Regions from separate parts of the Mus musculus genome. Here regions 2, 3, 4, 5, 6 and 7 are each linked to region 1. A link is a contact called in public HiChIP or PLAC-seq, Micro-C, capture Hi-C and promoter capture Hi-C data. All regions are on one chromosome and are shown on one strand. The core of a region is the stretch at or near the end of the contact, and the rest is flanking DNA. Distances in the headings are between cores, read along the strand shown. Region 1 holds the start of Serpinh1 (serine (or cysteine) peptidase inhibitor, clade H, member 1). Region 2 holds the start of Emsy (EMSY, BRCA2-interacting transcriptional repressor). Region 3 holds the start of Chrdl2 (chordin-like 2). Region 4 holds the start of Thap12 (THAP domain containing 12). Region 5 overlaps Gm33720 (a long non-coding RNA gene). Region 6 has its middle 26 kb from the start of Gm33720. Region 7 overlaps Xrra1 (X-ray radiation resistance associated 1).

Evidence for each region. Promoter capture Hi-C pulls out the DNA fragments that hold promoters and counts their contacts. Hi-C and Micro-C count contacts between places; a contact is called where the count stands out from the background. HiChIP or PLAC-seq counts read pairs in DNA pulled down with a chosen protein or histone mark. Capture Hi-C pulls out chosen DNA fragments and counts their contacts.
Region 2: a contact with region 1 is called in a Micro-C map of embryonic stem cells, with 4 times the contacts expected there. The contact joins the promoter of Emsy here to the promoter of Serpinh1 in region 1. A contact is called at or near these places in 2 of 39 promoter capture datasets (the 3T3-L1 cell line and embryonic stem cells), 1 of 484 Hi-C or Micro-C datasets (embryonic stem cells) and 1 of 115 datasets of contacts at active chromatin or transcription factors (embryonic forebrain).
Region 3: a capture Hi-C map of macrophages shows a contact between it and region 1, with 4 times the contacts expected there. The contact joins the promoter of Chrdl2 here to the promoter of Serpinh1 in region 1. A contact is called at or near these places in 4 of 39 promoter capture datasets (liver, pre-B cells and stem cell-derived epiblast-like cells) and 2 of 9 other capture datasets (liver and macrophages).
Region 4: a contact with region 1 is called in a Micro-C map of embryonic stem cells, with 2.7 times the contacts expected there. The contact joins the promoter of Thap12 here to the promoter of Serpinh1 in region 1. A contact is called at or near these places in 1 of 39 promoter capture datasets (liver), 1 of 484 Hi-C or Micro-C datasets (embryonic stem cells) and 6 of 115 datasets of contacts at active chromatin or transcription factors (astrocytes, differentiating embryonic stem cells, embryonic stem cells and 2 more).
Region 5: a contact with region 1 is called in a promoter capture Hi-C map of hematopoietic stem and progenitor cells, with 5 times the contacts expected there. The contact joins the enhancer-like site here to the promoter of Serpinh1 in region 1. A contact is called at or near these places in 3 of 39 promoter capture datasets (hematopoietic stem and progenitor cells and liver), 1 of 484 Hi-C or Micro-C datasets (the N1E-115 cell line), 1 of 115 datasets of contacts at active chromatin or transcription factors (embryonic stem cells) and 1 of 9 other capture datasets (liver).
Region 6: a FOXA1 HiChIP or PLAC-seq map of pancreatic cancer cells shows a contact between it and region 1. The contact joins the enhancer-like site here to the promoter of Serpinh1 in region 1. A contact is called at or near these places in 4 of 39 promoter capture datasets (cranial neural crest, hematopoietic stem and progenitor cells, liver and 1 more) and 1 of 115 datasets of contacts at active chromatin or transcription factors (pancreatic cancer cells).
Region 7: a contact with region 1 is called in a promoter capture Hi-C map of hippocampal neurons, with 2.5 times the contacts expected there. The contact joins the enhancer-like site here to the promoter of Serpinh1 in region 1. A contact is called at or near these places in 4 of 39 promoter capture datasets (hippocampal neurons, liver and pre-B cells) and 1 of 115 datasets of contacts at active chromatin or transcription factors (cardiomyocytes).

The regions. Positions count from the first base shown.
Region 1 is chr7:99,351,073-99,354,823 of GRCm38.p6, reverse strand. Serpinh1 (serine (or cysteine) peptidase inhibitor, clade H, member 1) reads left to right here and starts at 1,585. Exons shown (of 5, transcript NM_001111044.1): 1 at 1,585-1,771.
Region 2 is chr7:98,654,442-98,658,192 of GRCm38.p6, reverse strand. Emsy (EMSY, BRCA2-interacting transcriptional repressor) reads left to right here and starts at 1,624. Exons shown (of 20, transcript NM_172280.2): 1 at 1,624-1,719; 2 at 3,341-3,449. The coding sequence starts at 3,380.
Region 3 is chr7:100,004,397-100,008,147 of GRCm38.p6, reverse strand. Chrdl2 (chordin-like 2) reads right to left here and starts at 1,744. Exons shown (of 11, transcript NM_133709.3): 1 at 1,501-1,744. The coding sequence starts at 1,582.
Region 4 is chr7:98,701,449-98,705,199 of GRCm38.p6, reverse strand. Thap12 (THAP domain containing 12) reads right to left here and starts at 1,953. Exons shown (of 5, transcript NM_028410.2): 1 at 1,722-1,953. The coding sequence starts at 1,810. Gm15506 (predicted gene 15506) reads left to right here and starts at 2,272. Exons shown (of 1, transcript NR_144495.1): 1 at 2,272-3,751. It also overlaps the pseudogene LOC108167485.
Region 5 is chr7:98,769,383-98,773,133 of GRCm38.p6, reverse strand. It overlaps Gm33720 (a long non-coding RNA gene), which reads right to left. Exons shown (of 3, transcript XR_378355.1): 3 at 3,293-3,407. Among named protein-coding and RNA genes, the nearest start is that of Gm33720, 8.2 kb to the right of the region's middle. Within about 2 kb of position 2,178, at least 70 of the 459 cell types and tissues checked have an H3K27ac peak or open chromatin away from gene starts, as enhancers often do. A contact at or near this core is called in embryonic stem cells and hematopoietic stem and progenitor cells, where this site is marked.
Region 6 is chr7:98,787,073-98,790,823 of GRCm38.p6, reverse strand. No RefSeq gene overlaps it. Among named protein-coding and RNA genes, the nearest start is that of Gm33720, 26 kb to the right of the region's middle. Within about 2 kb of position 1,908, at least 26 of the 459 cell types and tissues checked have an H3K27ac peak or open chromatin away from gene starts, as enhancers often do. A contact at or near this core is called in pancreatic cancer cells, where this site is marked.
Region 7 is chr7:99,876,333-99,880,083 of GRCm38.p6, reverse strand. Xrra1 (X-ray radiation resistance associated 1) reads right to left here. Exons shown (of 19, transcript NM_001164258.1): 7 at 617-714. All of the region lies in intron 4 of Gm38405 (a long non-coding RNA gene), which reads left to right. Among named protein-coding and RNA genes, the nearest start is that of Xrra1, 19 kb to the right of the region's middle. Within about 2 kb of position 1,608, at least 8 of the 459 cell types and tissues checked have an H3K27ac peak or open chromatin away from gene starts, as enhancers often do. A contact at or near this core is called in hippocampal neurons, where this site is marked.

The sequences.
Region 1 (3,751 bases), core at 336-2,835:
AAGTCCTAAGCGTTTACCTTAGGTTTACCTTGACCCAGTGTCTCCAGCATCCTGGGCCATCAGGCATGTGACGCTAGGCCTGGTACCATGATTTTTTTTTTCTTCTTCTCAAGACCTTTGACTCTGAGATCCTACCAAGCTAAGATTCCTTCACGAAGTTCAAAGACGTTGTGGGGCTTCTGAATGATATTATCATCTGTGGCAGTCACTTGCAAATCCGTATACTCTCTGATCCTTTGATTGGGGTCTAAGTCTATTAGGATCTAATATTTCCCTCAGCCCGAAGTGGGGAAGGCTGGGGGTCCATTCCCTCCCCCACTGTTCTCTATAACTGCAGAGAACTCATCTTTTGGGATGCTGAGTGCAAGGATACATCTGTTCCACAGGCTCTGCATCTGGGAGAAAGAAAATACTTATGAGTCTGTTGATTGAATGTGAGTGAATGCATACAGGGTCTCTCTGGGGCTGGGGCTGGGGCTCAGTGGCAGGATGCTTTCTTTCCTGGTTTTCCTGAGGATCTGGGTTCCAGCCCCAGTGCACTGAAAAGAGGGGGAAAAGCCTCTCACTCCACCTCCTCTCTAGTGATGTCCATCTGTTGTCTGTCATTCCACTATCAGAAGATAGGAGGATCCTAAAACAACAGGCCTCACCTACTGAATTCCCCACTAGCTGCACACACCCCTCACAAAGGAGGTCCTGAAGGCAGGGACTTTGCCCAGTTGTGCAGATTTGTGCATGACACTAGAATAGTAAAGAATACTATCAGTTAACTCAGGGCTCAAGAAGCTATCTCAGTGTAAGAGGTGGGGTGGGGCGGGAGAGCCTGAGATAGTGAGACCCTGAGCCCCAAGAGGCAATGGAGATAGGGAGGGAGGGAAGGAGATAGCAGGGATGACCCATTTGAGACGGAGAAAGGGGCAGTTAGGACTTAACATCAACCAAGGGTACTGGCCCAGAAGGAAAGTCACACAATGCTGTATTTAATTCATCCAGGATGTTCCCTGCTGTATACTACTTCATGTCCAGTGGAACCACCTAGGTGTCTGTCTGAAATCAGTTCAAGACTTGGTTGCCAGGGTGAGGGTCCAGCTAGAATTCTCAGGGCCTCTCCTCCCCAGGGATGTTTCAAGGGTGAACCCTGGTTTGGAGAGGGACCCCTGCCTCTGACTTTTTCCTAAGGCAAAGGAGAGGGCCCCTGACTAAGGAGTAGCATCAGGGGTCCCTGATTAAAGCTTGATAACAGTAGGCAATGGATCTACTGGGGCAGAGCAGGGTCATGTGGGGCAGAAGGGATATGTGATCAGAGCAGGCTTGTGTGGGCAACCCCGAGAAGACGACAACTCCAGTCCCCGAGCGCAGGACTTTGGAGCCTGTCTGCCTTCAGTTCACTCTCGAGTCTAAACCCTGCTTTTCCACGTCCAGGACCGCGGAATCCCAAGAATGCCCTGGCTCCCAAGGTCTAGCTGGTGCGGGAGGAGAGTCCCCTCTACCTAGTAGGGCGAGGGGGCAGTAGGACCCAGGGGCTGGGAGAGAGCCCGCAGGCACAGGGGCGGGAGCCAGGGTGGTTTGGGGGAGGTCTTTGGCTTTTTTTCTCCTCTCCGAGCCACGGCGCCCTCCGGAAGCGTTTCCAACTTTCCAGAAGTTTCTTGGGACAGGCAGGAGGGGGTGGGGCCAGCCATATATAGATCCAGGGCCCGGGGCAGTGAGCTGAGCAGAGCCTGTCTGAGGAGCGATTGCCCTGTCGGTCCCGGAGCAGCCCAGCCCGGCCCAGGTGAGGGGCGGGAGCGGCCGGGCGATTTGGGGTTGCGCATTGGCCAAGGGGGAACGGATCGCTCCAAAGCTTGGGGTCCTGACACAGGTGGGCAGTGAAAGATCGGACTTGGAACTGTCACTTGCCTGGGTTCCCTGGAGCTGCGGTCTAGTACGCGGACTGCCTGGTAAAGTACGGAGAAGTCTCAGCTCGGGGAAGGTTAAAGGTGGTGAGAGGGAATGCGTAGAGCTGGGACTAAATGCTGGTGACCTTCTGCACAACTGAGAGGGGAGGGGAAAGACCTGACTGTCCCATCGTCCACGGGGAAGGGCCAGCTCTGCAGTCCCTAACTCAGGAGTGGAGGCCCAGGGACCCGCAGTGATTGATCCCAGACCAACCTCCCCACAGGCTGTGTAGGGGCCTCTGAACCTAGCACAAGAGGTGTAGACTTGGTGTCTCATCTCTAGCTGTTAAGGACCCCCTTGCTTTGGGGAGCAGTCGCTTTTTAATCAGTATCCTATGTGGAAGGTGGCCGGACTTGACCAATTAGTTCTGCTTTCACCTCACCCGAAAGGGGTGTCGTCAGGGTCCACAGGCCCTGGGTGACTTGAGTCACCCTGGTCCTTCCGTCCACCCATCTGGTTCCTGCAGGGCGAGGACTTCCTCTGAGGCTTTGAGGTATCCTGCCTCCAGCTTGGGGGACATTCCTGAGCCTCCAGACGAAAGGAAGAAGGCATCCATTCCCTGTATGGTCTAACGGCCTAGCTATCAACTTCCTGTGCTTCCTTCTGGGCCCTTTGGCATCCAGGGCACGCATGGAGGCCCTTGGAAAACTGGGGGCTTTGGTTGCCTGGAAGTAAGGCCGAGGCCACACCCTACTCTCTGATAGTTCTGTACCCATCCCCCATTTCCGTCTGGTCCTTTGTCTCTCTCCGAGGATTCCCTGCCGAGGTGTTTTTGTAGTGGGTTGCTGTGTAACAGGACTCCACAGTGGTCGGCCTGGGAGCTTTGCTGAAGGCAGAGCCCCCGGGAGAAAGCCTGACCTGCTTGAGCCGAAGAGGCCCAAGCTGGGCCCTGGTTTCTGCCTCTGCAAAAGAGGTCATCCACCTCCTTACTCCGGGTACCCACTGGGGACTGGGCCCGACCGGCCTCTGCTCCCCACGTCTCTAGGGGTTCCCATTTCTTCACTCTTCTGTTTTCTTTCAGAATGAAAAAGGCAGGCAATGATCTCCCTCTGAGGCCCTTTCAAGGTACTTTAGACCCACCAAGTGTCTGAGAAACCCCCTGGTGCTCCTCCCTGCCTCCTGGCATCTGCTCCCCTTACAGGCTTCCCATCACAGGCTCCCTGGCCCAGTGGTGGACACGGCCTTTGGCTCTGTGATATCTTATATTTTTTTGGTTTTGTTTTGATGGTACTGTAAAATGTCTAACCTTGGCCGGAGGGCTGGCGTTTCCCTGTGGCAGATGGGCTGGGCTTGCCTGTGCAGATGGGCTGCGGGAGGTTGGCTTGCTTGCAGAGACTTGCCTACTTTCATCCCTAATGCTGGGCTTAACGGGGTGGCCCTTCTCCCCAGCCCTGCCTGCCCCCTCAGATTTTTGAGGCACAGTTGTAAAACTAAAACCCCTGAGGCTCCTGGATTCCCCCGGCAAATCCTCCTCACCCCAGGTTCCCAAGCCAGGCCTCCAGGTTCTTACCCTCGGCTGGCCTATGGAGATAAAGCAGCTTTTGCCTGCCACGTCACCAGGGGCCTTGCGGCTGCCAGAGGAATCCCTAACTAGTCATTTGGAGCTTTTTGGAGAAGCCCCTCCCAGCCCCTGGTTGGCTGAGCGTGGGGGCTGTCAAGATGGTGGGTGCCACGTGGCAGGGTTAGGTTTCCCTTCCTTAGGCAGGCTGGTGGCCTCTGCTGGATTAGTGGTCCTTTGAGGAGGGTGGCCACGTGCCTGTTGATATGATATTTCCCATCATGGATCATTTCACTGCTTCACTCTCATTTGTGAGTG
Region 2 (3,751 bases), core at 375-2,874, 700 kb after region 1:
ACTGTGCTTTCCCATTTATAGAGTGGTGAAGCTTAATTACGCCTGTCTCACGGAGATGCTGCAAGAGTCAAATCATAGAATGTCTGTTAAATTACAAAACCTCCTATTAAAACTTAATTTACCAGTGAGGTGGTGGTGGTGTACACCTTTGATTCCTGTCTCGAGAAGACTTAATTTACTACCTTGCAAGGTATTCTTAAGAAACTGACCTCAAAATAGGGTGCAATAAGAAGGCCAGGAGAGCTGTATAGGAAATGGTCCTTTTTATTTCTGACTAACCTACAGCTCCATTCAGGAGCAGGAGTAGACTCATATGCAGTGGTTCACAATTTACTTAAAAACTTCTTCTTTTTTCTTGTTTTGGTCTCGGTGTCTCTTGCAGTCCAGTCTGACCCTGCATTCCTCATCTTCTTCCACTTCTACAGTGCTGAGATTATAAATGTAATTCATAATGAACTAGGAAAAGAACTTTCATTCACGTTGTGTATCTTAATATTCCCACAGGGTAGTTTTTCTCGTGTGTCCATCCTAACATCCCTTAGTGCTAGGAATCCGATTCAGGTCTCCAGGTCTTGCACATACTTGACAAGCAATCTGCCATTGAGCTAGATGTCCTCCCAGTGGTTACCCTAGTTTTCACGGGAATCTGCTAACAGAAGGATGCACACTAACAATTCCTCAAGATTTGCACTTTCATTGCATCCGATGCTACCAGAGTTCTTTATTTAGAGGGAGGACACAACAAAATTCGATGGGATTTATAATACTAGAAATTAACTTTGAGTTCTTGGATCAGAGAAACAATATATTGGGTCCCTATCGATCTGTAAAATAGGGGCACAAGGCCTCCACAACATTGTGTGGTTAAGAACAAAGGCTGATGGTGAACCTACCATGTCGTAGTGCCTCAAGTAAGTCCCTTCTTCCCTTTGTCAGATTTTGCACGAGATATCACTACCTCTCCTACTTCGTACATGGCGTAACTCCAAGCTGAGACCGCTCGGATTCCTTTCCTCCACTTGCAACTCCTAACACCGAGAAAGGTGTACGGGCCACTGTGAGGTCTTCTCTCTCCGTAGTGGATAACCTTTCTTGAGTTGTCGTTTGGGTGGCTGGAAGACGCTGATGACTACTCCCAAGCGTCTACGGAACCAGATCTTAATCCTCAACTGGGCATCAGGGACCAAGCTGTGTTCTTTTCATCCCAACCCTCGCTAGAGTGAAAAGGTCGAAGCTCAGCTCCAATTACAGACGCCATCTTGACCGCTACGTGTGACGCCACACGTACAGCCGAAAGAGCAGCTGATTGGCTGGGAAAGACCGGAGGATAGGCGCGCGAAGCTGGAGACTGGAGGGTAATGTAGAAGCCGAAAGGAACTACACTCCCAGACTTCCTTGCGCATGTGACCAGCAAGCAGCAAGAGAAAGAGGAGCGAGGTTGGACTCGGACTACAACTCCCACTAGGACCCGCGTTGTCCGCCCTTTCCTTTCAAAAGGCAGAGGAAAAGGGACAGGAAGAATGGAGGCTTTTGAGTGCTCGTTTCTCAAAAGGCGGGAAAGGCGAACTACACCTCCCGGCGAGCCGCGCGCGCCTGCGCCTGCGCTCTGGTATCTGTCGCCATCTTGCCCCTTCTGAGGCACCGCAAACAAACCTAATTCCTGGTGTCCCCTAGTCTTGGCGGAGGAGCCTTTTAGATGAGCCCCGAAAGGCCGGGCAGGTGGGTGTCTCTCAGGCAGGGTCCTGGGAAAAGCTGGCAGGCTATCCAGGGTAGGGGAGCGCTTGGCCAGGCACGGGGAGCCCGGCTTGGGTCGGTCAGCCCCATCCTCCGTTGTTTCCTAACGGGATCGCGGGGCTCCCTCAAGTGGACTGAGGGCGACTCCGGCATGCCTGGTGATGGGACGCCGGAGGTCGAGGTCTAGGAGCCCCGAGGCGACTCCGGGTTGTCTGACTGTCTGTCCGTGCCCCCGCTTTTTCTCCGTTGTCGTCTCCGCTGAGGAGTGCGCGAGGCGCGGACGCTGGCCAGGGTTCCCAAGACTGGCTGCTGGCCGCGGGGGCGCGGGCTTGACATTGGAACCCGCTCGGAGCCGCGCGGGCGAGGAGCCGGGCGGGCTGCTCTTGTTGTGGTGCTGTGAGCGAGTGCGTGTTTAGAGAGGGGGCGGGGCGGGCTGCCTGCTGACACTTGAGCGGGGGACGGAGTCGGTGCGACCCCGGTGCCGGGAGCACGCTCCGGCTTCTGCTGCCCGGCTTTCCTTTGCTGTGCGGCCCCGCCGTGCGTTTCCCTGGAGGGGATGCTTTGGGATGCCGTGACGTGGTACCCGATTCGGGCGGTCGCCGGCCGCCTCCGAGATTCTACCGGGAGGCGGGGACTGGCTTGGGGAGCGAGCGGATTCCTTTGGCTCTGCCCCTTCCTCCTCTCCACCCCCTTTCTTTATGTCATCCTGCCAGCTGGGGCGCGCCATCCAGTTTGGCTCGCTCAGAGTTGGTTCTGAGCTCAGAGGACTATGGGAAGTAGGGGGAAGGGGGCTCCACTTGAGGCCAAGAGTTGGAGTTAGCAACCCAGAGCCTGGAACGCAGTTGAAGAGTCATATCGGTTTAGTGTTTGACTCTTAGGCTGGCTCATTCATTCATTCTACTCTGCTGCTGACCATCCATTTATCAGTTTAACAGATGTTAAGGAAGATCTACTGAGTTCTCAACCTGTAGTGTAGTTTTGTTTGACCAAGGAATTCACAGTGCGAAATTCTAGGCTTTTAAACTTTTGGTAACTGGTCGAAATGACTCTTTTTTTACTGCCAAAACTTGAGAAAAGAGTTATTGAGTTTCATTTATCCAAATGACATGCTCCACCGTTTGCTTATTTTATCTCCTAACTTATTATTAAGGAAACTGGCAGAGGTCAAATCACTTGTCCAAGGTTGCACAGGTGGTAGAGTCTGTTTGGCAAGTCATATGCCAGCCACTATGACAGAACTTGGCTTGCCCTGTTTTCTAAATAATACTTGAAACAAACTTGGGATTACTTTTTTTTTTTTTTTTTTTAAAATAAAGGCATACAAATTGGGTTCAGAGAGGCCAATTCACAAGGATGAAACAACTAATTATGTTGTAAAGCTGGAACTGGAACCAAGAAGTGTTTGACTTTAAAACCTGTTCTTTCCCCTGTTAGTATGAGCTGGGTCATTGTGCTCTCAAATGGTGTTTTTTTTCCTTTGTCAGGAGCTGGAGTGTGGAGATGAAAATGGTATGAGTTATCTTTTCAATCTTAGTTTGTAGCCAGTCGAAGGCTTTCTATATCCTTGCGTATACATTGGTAATGTGATTTGTTTTTCCTCTGATAGGGAGGACAAGCTCTTTGGGGCTACCAGACAGAAGCAGCAATGCCTGTTGTGTGGCCAACCCTTTTGGATCTCAGCAGGGATGAATGCAAACGGATTCTTCGAAAATTGGGTATGCTTTTTGTTGTTTTTGTTCTAAGCCGGGTTCTCACTCCATAGCCCAGGCTGTCTTCAGAATCATGTCGGTCTCCTTCCTCAGCTTCCCGTGTGATGGGACCACAGGTGTGCTTGGCCGTGCCTGCCCGTTTTATTTTTGATATTTTATATTTCTCTGTGACCTTTTCTTTTTCTGCTTGGTCATGGCTGTTGGTGGCATAGTCCTCAGGACCTAGAATGATTTGTACACGAGATGGAGGAGTTATGACACAAGGAGCCATGACAAATGGGAAGCCTTCTCCTTATACATCTCACATA
Region 3 (3,751 bases), core at 495-2,994, 650 kb before region 1:
GTCATGGTGGGCAGACGGGGGCTTTGAGTACTTCTGAGCCATCATCAGAGTGGTTCACCCAGGGCAATGGTATTGGAAAGGAAGCTGCAGGGCCAGGGTCAAGTCCAGGGCAGGCATGGCAGTCCTCTGAGACTAAGTCTCCTTCAGTGGACAGCAGGCAGGCTAGGAGGAAACTCTCAGGGCTTAAGGAAGGAGGGGGTATTTACTGAATATTTGACAGTATGCATCTGAAAGCATCACTCCCTTTAGTCCTCCCCCACATCCTTAGACCTTGGTTAGTAGCTCTTGTTTGCCGATGAAGAAACTGAAGTTCACAGAAGTTTGAAAAATGACTCAGGTGTAAGAGGCAGTCAGGAATTGAAGCCAAGTCTGAGCTCTCTGTGTTGTCTTATGAGACATGAGGGTGTCCATAATTCTCATGCCACTGACAGGCTAGGGGACGTCAGACAGACATGCAACATTTCCATTCCCAGAAGCAGGACAGAATCTAGCCTCACTAGCTCCACAAAGCCAGTAGCCAGTCAGAAGCAGAGCTGGCAGGTGGAGCCAAGCCTGGAAAAGGTTGTCAGCTAGGGGGTGGGGACCTGGGTCTTCAAGTTTGGTGGCCTGGAGCAAACTACTGTCCTTGTTGGGCTCTGTTTCTTTATTGGGGAGGTTCAGAAGGAGTCACCAGCATAAGGAGGGGCAGTTAGGAAACAGAGGCTGTGGTCCTGCATAACCTACTGTTTGAAGTGGAAACTCTGGGGGCTTAGGCAGCTGATACACTTTGATGAGGCCACCTTGTAGCATCTCTATACAAGCTGCTCTGCCTGCTCCCTGTCATTTAATACATTTAACGGCTTTAAGAGGCTCCTATTTTATAGATTAGAAAAGAGATGGTGAGGTGCCCTCCGTGTCTGACCCATCAGCTGGCACACAGTGAGGCTGGGAAGATGAAGAACCTCATCTTTTTTCACCACGCCCCGATGCCTTCCAGTCTCACAGCCCCACATCGGGGTGTCTCCCAGACGCTGTAAAGGCAGGATTTGGAATTAGACTCTTGGCTTTGGATAGCTTACCAGCTTCGGAAACTTTCTTCTCTTTGCCCTGCCGATTTTACTCATCAATTAAATGTAATGATGACACCTCATGGAGTGTTGTGAGTATCAAAAGCGATAATGGACTCCACTTTGTTCATCTTTCAGCCCAGGAGCTCATCAGCCTTTCCGTCTTTCACACTCAACACATCAGGCTGCTGGGAGTAAAGTCCCTTCCCACAATGCACACTGCTCTTCCCCCAGCAGCACCCCAGAAAGAAACTCTGCCAAACTTTTCTCCCCCCAAGACTCACCAGCCCACACTGGTCATGGAGCAACATCTACCCCTGCTATGCAGGTGCTGCCTGGATAAATGCAAGCGTTAAGGGGTCCCCAGGTCCTAACTAACATCTTCCAGCAAAGTACATCCCACTGGTTCGCATCCCTCCCCTGCCTGCCCAGACTTTGCCTGGTTTCTACTTACGGGATAGTGCTTGCGAGTCCAACGGGAGCCAGAACATCACGAGTCCCAGCAAAGAGGGGATGATCCTCACCCCGGGAACCATCCTTCCTTGTCCCAAGGTCAGACAACCCCGGGATGAGCCGGGAGAAAGTGAGATAAGGACACAAGTAAGTCCTCAGAGGACCAAGTAGGACCGCTGCTTGAGGAGTCGGAAAAGCAAAGATGAAGAGGAGCCAAGGACAGGAGAGGTCTAAGGTGAGGATGAGAGGACGGTGGGGAGGGGACGAGGAGAAGAGAGAGAGAGAGAGAGAGAGAGAGAGAGAGAGAGAGAGAGAGAGAGAGAGAGAGAGAGAGAGAGAGAGAGAAATTAGTTGGGGAAATGAAGAAAAAGGCTATGGCAGAGAGGGAGAAGGTGCTAGCTAGAGAACCGGGATCTGCGGGGTGCGGTCACCGGGGTGCAGTGTCCCTGTGGCGCTGGCTGGCGGCGGCGCGGCGGCGCGGGGTCCGGCGCGGGTCTGGGGCGCGGTGGGGCGACAAGACCCTCGGTGGCGGCGCGGGGGAGGTTGAGCGCTGCCGCTGTGCACGCCTCGGGCGCCAGACGCCGCGCTCGGGCGCATTTGTACTTTGCCGCGGGAAGCCTGCAGCCCTGGGCCGCCCTAATGCTGGCGCCTCCTCTGAGGCACCGCGAGCTCGTGGATTGGCCACGAGAAACAAGCCCATTTCTCCCCCTCCCCTTTAGTGCAGGGCTGGGAACCTTCGCTCCAGGCAAGGCGCCGAGTGGAGACGAGGGGGCTGGGGAGGGGGAAGGGGGCCACAGACGCCCCGGGTTTTAACCCCTGGCTCCCCGCGGTACGCAGCCTGCAAGGGGAACCAACCCAGTTAGATTTCAGATGAAACTGAGTGGGGAAGGTCATAGTACGGGTCTGGGAATCTCAGGATTGGGTATTTGGTGGGGGAGTGCAGAGACACTTGCCATTTTGAACACAGTCTGTGTGCTTGCACATAGCGCCTAGGAGAAAGGTTTTCTCTCCAGCACTAAGATAATGATTTGAGTTACTTTAAAAGTCTTCAATATCGTCCTGCAAATGTCGCAAAGGATTAAATAAGATTTGGAACATCAAAGCACTTCAACTTTGGAGGAAAGCCATTTCAGGTACCTGGAATCTCCCATTGGCAGGTGGTGGTCCTAGGCATCATCCCCAGATGAGAGGTAGCTTTGCTATGGAGTCACTGCTGCTACCACTTACCAAGCAGCCCAGGATGAACTCTTTCTACAGGCGAGGCCCCACTGCTCTGCATGCGCCAGTGACAGCCAGGGTCAGAGCTTTGTCCTTTCACCAGAAGGTGAGCACGCTGATCCAGAACCCCAGCAGCCTGGGCAGGCTGTTGCTCCAGACCTCATGTTAGGTGAGCTCCTGAACTAATAGGACCCTAAGAAAAGAACAAGCTCTGTCCACCCCAGAGCACACAGGCTCTGCAATGAGAGGGCAGACTCAAGGTGCTGGCGCCATCCACAGCTTGCTGGGCCACTGTGGGCAAACACAGTCGTCCTGGCTTTGGACCTTGATTCCTGAGCATCTCTTACACAGCTACCAGTGTCTCAGACCAGGACAGGTGTAAGGATGGAGAAGTGGCAGGCCACACCCCATTCCAGGTTATCTGACTGGCAGGGTTAAGGCTGCACTCCTCACGCCAAGTGAGCAGTGGGAGGAACCAGTGACCAAGAAAGCCCCTACTCAGGGCTCTCAGAGTGAAGACAAACATGAGCTCCTTCCAGTCCTCCTCTGACTTAGGTTCTCCTTGTCAAAGCTCTCCTCCACTCCACCCTCCTGGATACAGTGTTTGCTAAGAAGTAATCTCCCCCCCCCCCCCCGTCTCTGCTAATGTGTGCTCTGTACCTGTCTTGATGTCTAAGGTTGCCAAAGGTGGGCTCATTGGGTTCTAAACCCTGTTCATTCTGCTTTCCTGAAGGGTCTCTGCCACCTCAGCTTTCCTCAGAGCTCTGGTGTCTTCAGTCCTTACTCACAGTCCTTTCCCACAGCCTGTCTTCAGGTCTCCTGTCCCTGGTCCAGGCGTTCCAATGTATTTTCCCCCACACTCTCCACAAGAGTTGTGCTGATCATTTCAACGACAAACCAGATGCCCCCTTGCCCCCCTTGAACCCATTCTGGCCATCTTGGAACTCGTATGATTAAGATGTATAACATTCAGCATTGACTTTAAGTCTGTGCACATTTGACTCCTGACTCCTTTCTGTCACCGTCACCCACTC
Region 4 (3,751 bases), core at 704-3,203, 650 kb after region 1:
TCTGGCCTCCACATACACACACCCCATACCCACACATAATCTCAGAAGTTAGTCTTGACTCTTTTCTCTTATAAACGACATCCAAATTACTAGTAAATCCTGTTGGCTTCATCTTCAAACCTTATCTAAAGGCATCAATTTCCCTCTTCATCCTCTTCTACTGATCTGGATTATTGCAACAGTCTTCCCTTGGTCTTCCTGCTCATATCTTTACTTCCCTACAACTAACAAGCAGCCAAAAATCCTGTTAAGAACTCTTGCAGCTCTAAACTCTCCCACTTCACTCAGGATAACCACCAGAATATCTTCCATGGACAACAATTTCCTAAACAATTTCCGTCTCCCATATAAACCTCATCAGCAAGCATGCCTTGACTTCACTCTTACTGTTTCCAGATGCTTTTCCAACATATTGCACAGCTCTCCCCTTCCCCAATTCAATTTTTTTTTGTTGTTGTTCAGATTCATTATGGTGAGACTTTTTTCTGTTATGTTTAAAATAGAAACTGTGCCTCCGTTTTTTATACTTTTTTTTTTAAACGGGTTCATGAGACAAGACTCACACTACAGCCCTAACTGGCCTGGAACTTACTCTAACCCAGGCCTGCTTCAAATCTCAATTCTCCCTGCCTCCTCAGCGCTGGGATAACAGACAATGTCCACTGCTCAGCTCCCTGGCTATGCTTTTTTCTTTAATCTGCTCTGGTATATGCACGAGCGTTTTGCACTTTGAGCATACCTGGTACACAGGAAGGCCAGAAGAGGTTGTGTAATCCCCTGGAACTGAAGTCACCTAATGTGGGTATAGAACCCAGGCCTTCTGCGAGTATAAGTGCTCTTCAGCATTGAGCTATCTTTCCACCTGTTCCCTAGCTAAAAGCCCTTCCAACCCCTGCTGTATTTTTCTTCAGGATATTTTTCATTATTGGACACGGTATTATAAATATTTTACTTGCCAATTTCCCAAGACTTGAATGTAACCTCTGAGAAGAGGGATTTTCATTGGTTCATGTTACCCACTCTCATACTCTGACCAATTTCTACCAACTGTCGGCTTTCAATAAATATTTGCTCAATTAATATCATGCTATATTCAGCGCTCGTTGATAGATCTGCTCTCTCTCTCTGTGGATTAGGTGCTTTCTGCCGTCCGTGACAAAATTCACTCGAGTCTCCAGCACCTGACATGAGTACTTCAAACATGGTTAAGCACTGATTTTTAAACGAATGAGCCAACAGGAGAGCTCTGAGAACTACCTGCAGTCTATCACACTAAGTCCCTATGATTCTCAGACTACGTCCCAGATTATAAACTACCCCAAGGAAAAGTGAAGTTGCAATACCATATTCCCACGCCCTCACACTTGTCCTCTGTGGTCCCAACAACCAAGGGAGACAATGAGTAACGGTCGGCATTTGAACACTGGGTTGACAAGTCCGAAGGAGGCAGTTGTGACCTGATTTAAGATCAAAGAAAGCGGCTCGCCTCCAAACAGAAACACTGTCCTAGAAGAGACCAGTGACGCGGGGGAAGGCAGGGCCCCTGGGAACACAGCCCTGGAGAAGGGTTACTTCTTTGACAGCTAAGGAACCGCGTCGGACCACCAAAGGCGCTAAGCGCCCACTTCATCCGCCTTCGCGCCCCCGGGTGGCACCCACTGGGCCGGGTGCCCGCGAGCGCACGTGCGCGCAAGTCCCTGAAGCTTCCGCGCCCCACTCACCTGGCCGGGTCCCGCGGGAACCTGAAGAAGGCCAGGTCAGACTGCGTGCTCTTCCGTGTGCAGTTGGGGGCAGCGCAGAAGTTCGGCATGGTCGTCCGGCCGCCGGCCGGTCCAGCCCTCCCCTCCCCGCCTCGTCAGGGCAGCGCGGCCGCCCCGCGGGGCCGGGGAGGGGAGCTGGGCCGGCCGGCCGGCTCCGCAAGGCCGCGCGCGGAGGAGGGGCTGGCGCGCGAAGCCGCGAGGGGCAGGAGGGGCGCGCGGGCCGAGGCTGGGCTGGGGCCGCGGCTCCACAGTGCTGTGTGCGGCCGGGAGGATTTACCGCCGCCGCCGCCGCTGCTGCACCTCCAGCCCGCCCGGGACGCTACCGCCTCCTTCCCACAATGCACCCTGGCGCTGGAGGGTGCCCTCTCTTCCCTCAGCTATCCGCCCCCGCCCTCTTCGCAGGCGACCGTCCCTGCGGGCGGGCATGCGCACTCGAGAGGGTCGGGCCAGCTGCGTAGTCTCAATGCACATGCGCACAACCCAACCCGCGCAAGGAAGGAATTGCGCATGCGCTGTAGTCTCCCCGGGACTGGCGAGCGCAACCCCGGGTTATTCGGGTAGGTTTGCTGTGTGCGGGTTCCTGCAGATCCAGGGCAAGCTAGAACGTTACTTCACGGCTGCGTCTGCCCGGCTTGTGTAAAAGTTGTCACGGTTCATGCGTCCATTGCGTGAGTCACCGTAGACTCTTAAAGGCAACAGATTCGGGATGACCCTTGCGATTGCTTTGAAACAACTCGCGGGTTGAACGCAAACATGAGTTGTAGAGGATTTAATTTTTAACCCGTTTTGCCTTCCGGTTACTCTGTGACCGAATTAGTGCTAGATTGCTAGCCGCACACCTTGACTAGACGCTAGGGTAAAAGCTCAGAAAAGCAGTAACTTCCTTGGTGGTTTCCAGAGAGGCAGGAATAGTGCAATGATTAGGCCAGCAGCACCCTAGAGATTTTTACCTCAGGCTTCTCACAGTCCTGGCCTGATAACGTTCCTGTATGGTTTTGTTTCAAAATGAGTGGCCGCTATTTAGAACAAAGTATCAAATTTTGCGTAAAATCGAACACGTCTGCAAGTAAGACCCACCACTTTTGAAAGAAGCGTATGGGGGTGAAGTGGTGTCGAGGGCTTGAGTATTTGACTGGCACAAAAGGTTTAAAGAAGGGTGGGAAAATGTCTGAGATGATCCATGAAGTAGTCGTCCAGTCACCCACAGAACGGATGCAAATATCCAAAAGGTCACGGACTTTGTGTGAACAAGCAGTTAACAGTGAGAAGGATGGCTGAAGAAATTACATTTAGAGAAAGAAACCATTAGATTCATTCTGAAAGGAAACCTGAACACGAGAAAAACGTCTGTCAAAGCTATAGCAAGTATTTTGAAGGATCAGCCTGAACTTGGGGAAATTTGAGTGTCCATCTGGTCATTCAAAGGAAATTAAGAACGCTAGTTTATAGGTGAGGGAAAAGAGGACAAGTTCTGAGATGTGGAGTTAGCTGCAGCAGAGTGCTGATGAGGAAATGGCTCTGCCTGTGTAGAATCCCAGAAGTCGGGCCCCTGCCAGCCACCTTCTGCAGGGAGCATGCTCAGAGAGTAGGAGATCTGACGACTGCTACGGTATCAGACATGGAGATGCAGCGTTTGGAGTTTGCCCAGCTGGTTTCCTGTCTTGCTATTGGGATTACAATAAAGTGATTGGATGAATCTCAGAAGAGACTTTGAACTTTTTTTTAAAAGATTTTATTTATTTATTTTATGTATATGAGTACGCTGTAGCTGTCTTCAGACACACCAGAAGAGGGCATTGGATCCCATTACAGATGGTTGTGAGCCACCATGTGGTTGCTGGGAATTGAACTCAGGACCTCTGGAAGAGCAGTCAGATCTAACCATTGAGCCATCTCTCCAGCAACTCTGAACTTTTAACATTGTTGAGCTGCTATAGACTGGGGACTCTGGAAATTAGACTAAATGTATTTTGTATTATGCTATGTTTAGC
Region 5 (3,751 bases), core at 929-3,428, 580 kb after region 1:
AGCCAGGTATGGAGGGGAGGGTCCGAGAGCCTTAAGAGCAGTGTCAGGGTGATGGTTTGTGGAGTGAGTGCCACTTTCTGCATGGGGGACTTGCTAGGCCCAGATTTTCCTACTGTGAGGTAATTGGAGAATAGATGGGACTTTCCTAAGAAGATCTGGACCAACCAGCAAGCACAGTCTACCTGGGTGACATCAGAGGCGCCAGCAGCCATGACCTTCAAGATGAGCTTAGCCAGACCTCAGCAGGAAGCAGACCTCTCACTAACAGCCCTGTCACCTGGCTAAGGCTGGCACACAGCCCCTGCCCAGTCTCTCTTGAGTATTTGACAAACATTGGTCCCTCTCTTCAGGATTCCCTTACCCAGAACCTTGTCCCTGGGACTCACATATTCCAAGAATCAGAGCAAGGTATTTTTTCTGAGACACCTTCTCGGGGCCTCTCACACTGGGTTCCTATGGTTCGGGCTTCTCACTCTGTCCGCAGTGCTCTGGTGATGCCTTGTCTGTGGCTTTGGCCTTGTGAGCTGCAGAAACTGAAGTCTGAGGCTCCTAAATGTGACTCGTCATAAATGTGACTCATCATAAATGTGGGGCAGGTGGATAGAAAGGAAGAGATTGAAAGAAAGAAAGAAAGAAAGAAGAAAGAAAGAAAGAAAGAAAGAAAGAAGAAAGAAAGAAAGAAAGAAAGAAAGAAAGAAAGAAAGAAAGAAAGAAAGGAAGGAAGGAAGGAAGAAAGAAAGAAAGGAAGAAGGGAAAAGATAAATACATGATGGGTGGGTGAGCAGATAGACAAATGGATGATAGATAGGTAGGTGGTGGGTAGATAGCTGGCTGGATGGGTAGATGAGTGGATTGATGGGTTTGGTGTATGAGCAGACCGGTAGTAGGAGGAGACATGGTGGGTGGGAGGGTGGGTGGGTGGGAGGGTAGGTGGGTGGGTGAGTAGACTGGATGGATGGATGGAAGATGGGTGGGTGGATGATGGATGGGTGTGGTGAATAAGTAGATGGGTAAATGGATAGATGATGGATAGGTCCCTGGAGCAGAAAGGTAGGGCAATAATAAGAACTTGTGTGTGTACGCACATGTGTGCATGTGTGTTTGTGTATACATGCCTGTGTTGGAGAGCACAGAACATTAGAGTATCATATAATGTGAAAACAAGAGATGAATTGTGACAGTGAGAGAGTGTGTTCAGCCGTAAGTGTATCAAATTCTCACAAGGCAAGCTCGTGAAATCTGCCCTAAATCTCTGCCAGAGAGCCCTAGGCTCTGGGCTCTCTGTGACACAGAGAATCTCCTAAGGACATCCATCATGGCCCCCCAACAAACACCCTCTCCCCAAAGCATCCATTGGGTCAGAGGCCAGAAGCTATATCGGGGTGTGTGTTCCAGCTCAGGTCAGGTCCCTGCTAGCCTGAAAACATGCCCTGGGTACAGAACATGAAGAAAGGGCATGAGGTTCCAGGCACTGAGTCTGACATGAGGAGGGGAGGGCTACATCAAGGCCTCCAATGGCTTGGGGATTCATCCAAGGCATTTTAGATAGTCCTTTCCATCTGTTCAGCTGGCAGGAGAGGTGTCTTGGCCAATGTCATACTGTAGAAACAGCGCTGTACTTGACCCCAAAGCTTCCTGTAAGAGCTATTGTTCCCAAAAGGGGGAATGAAAATTGAACCCAGTGAGAAGGAACCAGGACAAGACTAGCCAAGCGACTGCTGAAAGGGAATATGGCTGGGGAGAGATCTCAGTTAGCAGAGGCTGAGGGGCCTCCCGGGGTGCCCTGCACTTGGACAGGAAACAGAAACCAGGAACCAGTGGCACACTTTCAGGGTGGAAACGTTCTTTGTCCTGAAGTGACTGGCCTTCCGGGTCCAGGGGGTTGAGGGAAGAGTGTCCAAAGAGGAGATCCGTGGGACAAGAACAAGATGAAACAGGGGAAATCAGGAGAGAAGTTAGTTTCCTAATTTAGTAATTTAAGAACTCAATTAAGGACTCAAAATGGAAGATCAAGGACAATTTTCTTAGAGTTTATAGCAAAAACCCCATGGCTGGCAAGCTGTAACCCCCCACAACTGCCCAGAGGGTAGGAATGGAGAGGGGAAGAGAAAAGGCCACACGACGTAAGCTGGTAGGGAGGTCAGATACATGGCAGACAGGCAGCCCCATGGTGGCAGAGAGGCTTTAAACAAAGAGGAAGGAAGGCAGAAATGTTGGAGGGAAAGCCTAAAAAGAAACAATGCTTAGAAAAGAGGTGGAAAGGAGAAGAGAAGTTACACTTTTCTGAATGATTCGGAAAATGGGCAGACATAGATGCTATATGGCTGTTGTTTCTGCTTACATGGACGGTGTCCTGGGACTCAGAAGCCCAGGAACCACAGAGCTCTGAGAGGAAGTTTCCTCAGCAGAGGCGCTGCTGCCCCCAGCTGAGCTGAGACGCTTAGGAGCCTCAGCTCCGCTCAGCTCAGCGACTTCTCTTCCTCCTTCCCTTCTTTGCCTCATTGTTTCTTGTCTTCTTCTGACAAGAGAGTCACACCAGGCAGCAAATTTCATAAAAAGAGATTTATTGGAGGGTCTAGGGTGTACTGGAACACTGCCCCACCTCAGAGGTGGGTGGCTCCTCGGCTCCTGTGTCTCAGAGCCCAGGAGTGGTTGCCTATGGGAGGGGCCTGGCTGCTGGAGCTCCTCCGGTTGGGGGTGGGGGAGGGTGCTAGCCACTTTCCTGCTTTGAGGATTTGCAACCTTTACAAAGGATACAAAGTTTACAAAGTATATTAACATTTACAAAGGGAGTCCACAGCAGGGAAACCCTTTCCTCACACTTGAGTGGTTTGAATATCCAACAGCTATAGCCCCTTGGCTACTACACTAATGGTGGCTTGGGTTGTGGTAGCAAAGGTACCTATCTCATTAAAGAACTAGTTATTCCATCTATCTCTTTAGCATAGCTTAAGGTGAGCCCCCCCCCCGGCCCCACCCCACCCCCTTCTCAGGGGTGGTCCCTTGGCTAAATTGAAGGACTTGGCCTAACTGAAATGTTCCGTATCCACCTAAGCCAGATACTCTAGTCTTTTGACCAGAAGGAATTCTAAATGCTAAAATAGGGGTATGTTTTACAGGGGGAATCAGGACGCCCTTTGAGCTTCTTAGTTTCCTTAGTAATTTAAGAAAGGACTCAAAATGGAAGCTCAAGGACAATTTTCTTAGAGTTTATAGCAAAAACCCTAGCTTGTGGACTGACTGTGATAAACCCATGCCCCTGGGCCTCAGTGTGTCTGTCTGTGAAATGGTGTCATAATTTCCCCGAAGCTCTTCCCATATGGCTTCTGGGCAGTTCCAATTATGAGGGAAGGAGCTCCAGACGTCCTCTGATGTCCCAGCATCCTCCTGGGTTTGGTGCCTGGGTTCTGTGGAGAAAAGGGGGGGGGGGGCTCTCATTTATTCTGTGGTCTCAATGAATCACCTGCACTCAGGCAGGGCCTTACCCAGCCTGCCCCTCTCTGCCCTGCCCTGTCTATCTGAGAAACAGTTCCCCTGGGTCCCCATTGTTCTCAGCCCTTCCCCAGATCACACTCCTAATCCAAGTTCTGGGGACAATGCACATTCCATTCCAGGGAGGCTGGAGCCCCCACCTCTGCCCAGTCTCCTTCAGAGAGGCAGTGGAGCTGGGATCTGTCCCTGAGGAAGGGCCAAGCTACCTGCCTCTCCCACCTCTCCCAGCTCAGGGCCTCTGAAGCTCTTCCAGCTGGCC
Region 6 (3,751 bases), core at 659-3,158, 560 kb after region 1:
CCGCCATGTGTGTGTGTGGTAGTCCAAGGACACCTCTCAGGAGTCAGTTCTCACCTTCCATCCTGTTGAGGCAGGGTCTCTCCTGGCTTTCTTCTGTTGCATGCTCCGCGTTAGGTGACAGACATGCTACTGGGGTGTTTTCCTGTTTTCACCTCCCATCTCAGAGTAAGGAGTGCTGAGATCACAGAAGCATGCCCCTGCATCCGGCTTTTCCATGTGGGTTCACAGATGGAACCCGGGTTGTTGGGTTATATGGAAAGCACTTTGCCTGCTGAGCCAGCTCTCCACTTGCTCGGTGCTTCTCAACCTGTGGGTCGTGACCCCTCTGGGATTGAACGACCCTTTCACAGGGGTCATCTGAGACCACCAGAAAACACAGATAATTACTTTACTATTCGTAAAAGCAGCAAAATTACAGTTATGAGGCAGCAATGAAAATAATTTTATGGAAGAGAGTCACCACACCACAAGGAACTGTATTAAAAGGTCACAGCATTAGGAAGGTTGATAGCCACTGCTCTTGCTGATTCTATATCCTATTATCTAGAAAATGATATTAACCATCACAGCTGGATTTAAGATTCCTGTCCCAGCTGGGTGGCGGTGGCATGCACATATCTTTGATCTCAGCACTTGGAGGCAGAGGTAGTTGGATCTCTGTGAGTGAGTTCAAGGTCAGCCTGGTTTATAAATCAAGTTCCAAGTTACAGAAAAAAAACCTTCTCTTGAAAAAACAAAATTAAAAAAAAAAGATTCTTTTTAAAAAAGTGTTATTTATTTGAGTACACTGTAACTGTCTTTAGACACATCAGAAGAAGGCATCAGATCCTATTATAGATGGTTGTGAGCCACCATGTGGTTGCTGGGAATTGAACTCAGGACATCTGGAAGAGAAGACAGTGCTCTTAACCACAGAGCCATCTCTCCAGCCCCTAAAAAAAGATTCTTGTCCCAGGGTGCATTACTCTCCTGTCTGAAGTGCCTACAGAAAATGATCCATCGCCTCCTCGGTGTGGATGCTGAGTCTGGATGTGAGAGTCTTGGACAGGTCCTTTTGGCTTTCTGAGCCTTGGTTGCCTTAGCCCCATAGTTCCTAGGTTGAAACTATGAAATCTAGCTTTAAGCTTATAGTGAGAGTCAAAGGACGGCATACGCAGGTGGCTCAGCTCAGCACTCTGACATCAAAAGTATAGAAATGCTAGCTTTGACAGCCGTGTGCTCAGCAGAATTTTCCTTGATGGAGGAACATTCCTGTGCCCATTTTATAGAAAAGGAAAACTGAGGTCTGAGGCCATATGCCTGGGGAAAGAACTGATTCACACCAACTATGGGATTTTTGAGTACTCAGAATTCAAAGCCTGGCTTTGATTTGAGGCTCTTTCTCATTGGGTCTTAGAGAAATCTTTGGGGCCTCTGCCCTTTTGGCAAAGTCCAGATGGTTTCTGGATCCACCCACACAGCTGCAAGTGAATAGCCTGGCTTAAGGGAGACAGGACACAACCCTGGTCCCCAATGCTGGATATTCCGGAAGCCACACCCTGTTCCCAAGTCTCTCTAGAAGCTCTGGCAGTCTTATCTGTGAGGGGAGGGAAGGGGGAAGGTCAGATGGAGGAGAAAAGCAAGTGAGGGGAAATGGAGATGCCGTATGGGACCCTGGCACATGAGCTTGTCTACTGCTATCCTCGAGCACCGACTTCCAACCCAAACTCCACCCTCTCCCCAGAACTCCTGTGTGTCCTCTCTGGCCTCAGTTTCCCTGTCTCTGGGATAGGCAATAGTTGAGAGAGGCCTGTGACCTCCCTACCCCACCCCCACCTGCAAGAGCCCAAGAGTCTATGGTATTTCATTTATCATCCTTGTGGTTCGCAGGTACCAAGGCCGGCAGGCTGATTACTCAACAAGCTTGTTACGCTCCTTGGTGACTAATAGATTCTCTTCTGTTTATGTTTCAAAGCCATAGCAATAGCGTTGGCTCTCAGTAACGGCACTGAAATCGCCATTATTTAACCTGACCCTACCTACAATGATAAACAAGCCAGCCAAACCAGAGATCCTCAGAAAAGGGGGTGGGGGTGTCCACATCTCTTCTCCGGACCACTGGCTGGTGTTCTGAAGCTGGTGTGTCGGGAGACGGCTGGTCTGATGAAGTACTGAGAAGCTAGAATTAGATCATTTATCCAGTCCTTTCCAGCTCTGACCTACACGTTAAGACTCCTGAGATGGAGAGTTGAATAGATACCATCTTGACTTTGAGAGTTCAAGAGGGTAGGGTGAAGAGCCTGCCTAGGAGGCAGACAGCCTGGCTGCAGGTTCTGGCTCCACTACCTGATGGTTAGGTGACCTTGGGCAAGTCATATCTTCTTGGGGAGCTTGTACTGTCTGAGAAGAGACAGAACTAAGATGACCTCAGCCTGAGCACGGTGAACGCCTGCAGTCCCAGCAGCAGTAGCGCTGGGGAGAGAAGATTCTGAGCATTTGAGGTCAGCTATAAGGAAGTACTCCTGAGGAGAAGTACTCAGCACACAGTAGGCACTCAGAAGCTACAGCTGTGCGTGGACTGGAAGTTCAGCAGGACGCAGAGGCTCAGGACTGACAGCAAAAGAGACTTGATACTGTTGTTCTTCCTATGGGGTTGCAATTCCCTTCAGCTTCTTCAGCCTCCCCCCAACTCTTCCCTTGCGGTCCCCTGATTCACTCCAATGGTTGGCTGTGAGTATCTGCATCTATCTTAGTCGGGTGCTGCTAAAACCTCTCAGAGGACAACCATACCAGGCTCCTGTCTGCAAGTACATCTTGGCATCAGCAATAGAGTCGGGGTTTGGTGTCTGTGGATGGAATGGATCCCAAGGTGGGGCAGTCTCTGGATGGCCTTCAGCCTCTGCTCCATTTTTGATGCTGCATTTCCAGTTCCATAGGAAGAACAACAGTATCAATTCACAGGACTCCTCAGAGCTCCCAGAGACTGAACCACCAACCAAAGAATACACATGAGCCAGTCCATGGCTCCTGCTACATATGTAGCAGAGGACTGCCTCATCTGGCATTGGTGAGAGGACAGGGACTTGGTCCTGCGGAGGCTTGATGCCCCAGAGAAGGGGGATGCTAGAGGGTGAGGCAAAAGTGGGTGGATGGATAGGGGAGCACCCTCTTAGAGGCAAAGGGGAGGAGAGTGAGGAGGGAGGTTTGTGGAAGGGAGACTGGGAAAGGGGATAATATTTGAAATGCAAACAAACAAAATTATGAGAGAGAGAGAGAGAGAGAGAGAGAGAGAGAGAGAGAGAGAGAGAGACTTGACACAAGGGGAGAACAAACCAAAGCATGTCACTGTTAAAACCACATGGCCTCTCTTTCTCTGTTTATTGGTCGAAGCCTCAAAGAATAAAAGAGTCCAGAAACACAGCAGTCCTAGGGGACCCCAGCATCTGTATGCTGTACAGAACTGCGAGTTGCTAAATTCTTCAGGAGCAGGGATAACCTTTCATAGCTCTTTTTCCAGGTCTTGTGGATTCAAAGCTTCCTGGCTTGTCTTGGAGCCTTCCTGCCATAAGCCATGTGTCCTAGTCCCCTCACCGGCCACAGGCTCATTTCCGTCCTTTGCTATCAGCCCCACCACTGCACAGAGATGATTGTGCATGATAACACTGCCTGCTTCCACTCACGGTGACAGAAGCCAGGCCAACCCGTGAGCCAGTAAATATTTAACAGTCATCTCCCTGAAGGAAAAGGGAAACTTGATTTATATCATTTGCCA
Region 7 (3,751 bases), core at 359-2,858, 530 kb before region 1:
GAGAACTAGAGATGTGCATGGGGTGTGCCCGCGCCTCTAGTGTGCTGTTGAATCCACGGGGGCCTTGTGTGCCCATCCTCATCTTCAGGTCAAGGGACTACCCCAGTCCGCTGGGACCAACCTCGCTTACTGAGGTCAGGGTATGCTTTGGTATTGGTCCACATAGTCTCTAGCTCACTGCACCCTGCTTTAAAGCTGGATTCAAGCTCTCTAAACACCTAAGGAGATATATCTCCCATGAAACTCTTCCTCCTATGATACTCCGTTTAAACTCACTTTTCTATAGATTCCTCTGAATATGAATGACCCTTGGCACTTACATTCCAGGGTCATACACCTTGGCCATAATTACCTGTCTGCCATCAGTACCACTAACACTATTACCTTCACCACCATCACCACCACCATCCTCCTCCTCATCATCATTATCATTGTCATCATCATCATCACCACCACCACCATCACCACCATCTTCTCCAGAGGCCAGAAGCAAGAAGCAAGAGCCTAGCAGTGAAGGCCCAGAGAACCTTTGTCCAAAGTCATAATCTGTCGAGATGCCTATACTCATTCTTACAGGGGAACAGGTAGGATCAAAAACTTCCTACCTCCAACTTACTTCCAATGTCTTGAAGTCTCCATATTTCACGTAGACCATCTTGATGCCATTGAACGCAAGCTCCAGTTCCTTTAGAACTGGAAATGTGTGAAAGACATCTACATGGAAACGGGGGGGGGGGGAGAGAAAGAGAATAAGAGAGGATCTTGAGCTTGGAAAGGCTTACAGAGGAAGATGCTAATGATCATTCACTGAGCTTCCAGCTGTGGGCGATGCTTTATGTTGCAGACCTCAGATCTCTAACCATAAGGTTGGAGAGATGGTTTGGAGGTTAAGAGAATTCCCTGCTCTTGCAGAGTATAGTTCAGTTCCCAGCGTCCACCCTGGGTGGCTTCCAACTGCCTGTTACTTCATCTCTAGGGGATTCCAAGAAAAATTTAAACCTCTAGCTACTTCACTAACAAGAATCCATTCATCCTATCACTGAGGAAATGACATCTCTGGAAGGCTAAGTGACTTATTTGAAATAAGGTGGCTGGTAACTGGGAAAACTAAGGCTCGAATGTTAAGTCTGTTCAAATGGAAGGCCTGTCCATTTAAAACTGATATATATTATTTTCTCTTCCCAATCCAGGGGCCAACCTAAGGGTCTTGTGCATGCTAGGCAAACTCTCTACCACTGAGCCACACTCCTAGATAACCTCTGATTAGAGATGCTAACATGCTTACCCCAAATAGTCAAACATCACGGGGAAAAATGTTCCTTTAATCCCAACATTTAGTGTCAACTGTTCAAAATTTTATGTATATACCTAATATTTTTCTCATGTATGTATTGAAATACAGTTTTCTTCTTATAAAAACAGAATACATGCTGTACAGTGGCTTTTCTCCTTTCACAGTTTGATGTGAAGATTATTCCAGGTTAAACTTGTCCAGCATCTTAGTTATCTTTCTAGTATAGACATGCACTCGCTTTTCCTGTTGGTAGTGTGTAACCTATGTGGGAGGGAGGTAATCAAGGACTCCTTCTTGCATGACAACTGGATCTTAGATTCACTTTCTAGGCCTGTTTCCCTGGTAACCTAAAGCACATGCTATGGTAACTGTGTTACTAGGCAACTATTGCTTGTGGTAAAAATGACTGCAGAGTGGAAAATTATGTCTGGACCAGGAGAAGGTATAAATTATAAATGCCCGAAGGGGGTGCTTCTCTTTAAGTGGTGACTCCTAGAATCAGACATGTCCTTCATGGGTATTCTGTAATATAGACCTATGGAATGGCACATTGGTTCCTGTGTTGATGAGATTTCCAAACAAGGGTGATCCCTGCATTTACCCAATGAGAGTTTCTGTCCAGCACCCAGGGTGACTCTTGGCTAGTGGACAACCCTGCAAGAGAGTCAACCATGGGAACTCCACTGTAGGACTCCTGAAATCCTACAGGAACACAATGTAGAATCACTTAGAAGCTTCTAAGTGAACCTGGTGTACTATGTAGCCTACAAGAGCTTGAGAGTCAGGAGGCTCAGTAAGGTCAAATAAGACACTGACTGGGGGAATTCCCTTGGGTAAGTCTCTTTCTGTGGAATATATTCCTAGAAACAGAACTACTAAAGGCAGTGACTATCTCAACTTTTAAAAGATTTATTTATTTACTTATTTATTATATGTATATGTTCCTGTGTGACACTGTGTGCAGTAAGTATGTGCAGAAGCCAATGAAAGTGAGAAGAGGTCACTGGATCCTCTGGAACTGGAGTTACAGGTGGCTGTGAGTGGCCCCCATGGGTGCTAGAAATTGAACCCAGGTCCTCTGCAAGAGCAGCAAATACTCTTAACAGCTGAGCCAGATCTCCAGCCTCATCTTAAATTTTAAGAGACATTGCCAAATTTCCTTTAAGGACTCACACAACTTTCTTATATTTGACTTTCACCGAGAGTCTCCCTTGACTACGCAGGGCTGGCTGTGGTTAGCATCTTTCATACTTGCCAATATTTGATGGACATAAAACTGTGTACTGGTGTTATAGGTGGCTGTGAGTGACCCCCATGTTTTTGTCCTTAATGAAGCTGGGCATTTATCAGGCCTTTTGGCCTGTTTATACCAAGGCATTCCTAGCAGAATACACTTTCTTCTAAGGCAAGGATCTTATTAGATGCTTTGATGGACGCTATCCTCCAACTCATTGAAACAAACTCATTGACACACCCCTTCTAGAACTGTCTCTGGGTATCCCCAGCCTCATCCCTGCCCCTGTGATTCCCATCTCTTCCCAGATCACTCTCTCAATCCCCTTCACTCCCCATCTCAAGCTTCATTCCCCTCCCATGGAAAACCCCTCCTCTCTGAGATTCCCTGGTTAAAAGCCTTCCACGCCTCTTCTGTCTAGAGGACTAAGCTCAACTCTCAAAGCCCTTGATAATCAAGCCCTTGCCAGTGCATCTAGCCTCAGTTTTTCTCCCCATGTATGCCTTGTATACAATCTTCCCAACAAGGCAGTATCATTCCACAGCTGCCCTTCAATCCAAAGCACCGATTCCTGAGTCAATTTCTTGTGTGTGTGTGTGTGTGTGTGTGCGCGCGCGCGCACGCGCACATGCAGGTGTCAGAGGACAGTTTTTCAGGAGATGGTTCCCTTCTTCTATCATGTGAGTCTCAGGGATCAAATTCAAGTCACCAAGCTTGGCAGCAGGTGCTTGCAGCCACTCGACCATCTTGCTGGCCCAGTGTATTTATCTTTTGATCCAGTCTCAGGCACTCTTTCCTAGGTTTCCTGACTCACTGGACTGGGTTAAAGTCCCTCTGGGATGCACACCTGGTGTCTCCTGATTTCCCTGTACCAGTACTTATATGTACCCTGCTTTTGATCTGAGTCTGAAACCATCTCTCCTACTAACCATAAGCTCTCCAAAGCAGCAACTGGGCGCCTTTCTCGATAAAGGCCACACAGTCCTGGCACCAGCAGGGGGCACTGTAGATCTGCTGAATTAAGGCTTTCTCTCTCACTGGAGTTTGCAAGGTGGCCTGCCAGGCTGCAGGAGAGGATTATCTGTGTTTGTGGAGAGGAGCTTCAGCTGACAGGGAAACCTTGGTGAGTGACACTTCAGCACCAGAGTCGAGATCTGTGCTCTCTCCAGAGCCATGAGAGTCCAACCTCAGATGGACAGACAGACAGACAGACAGACATATCC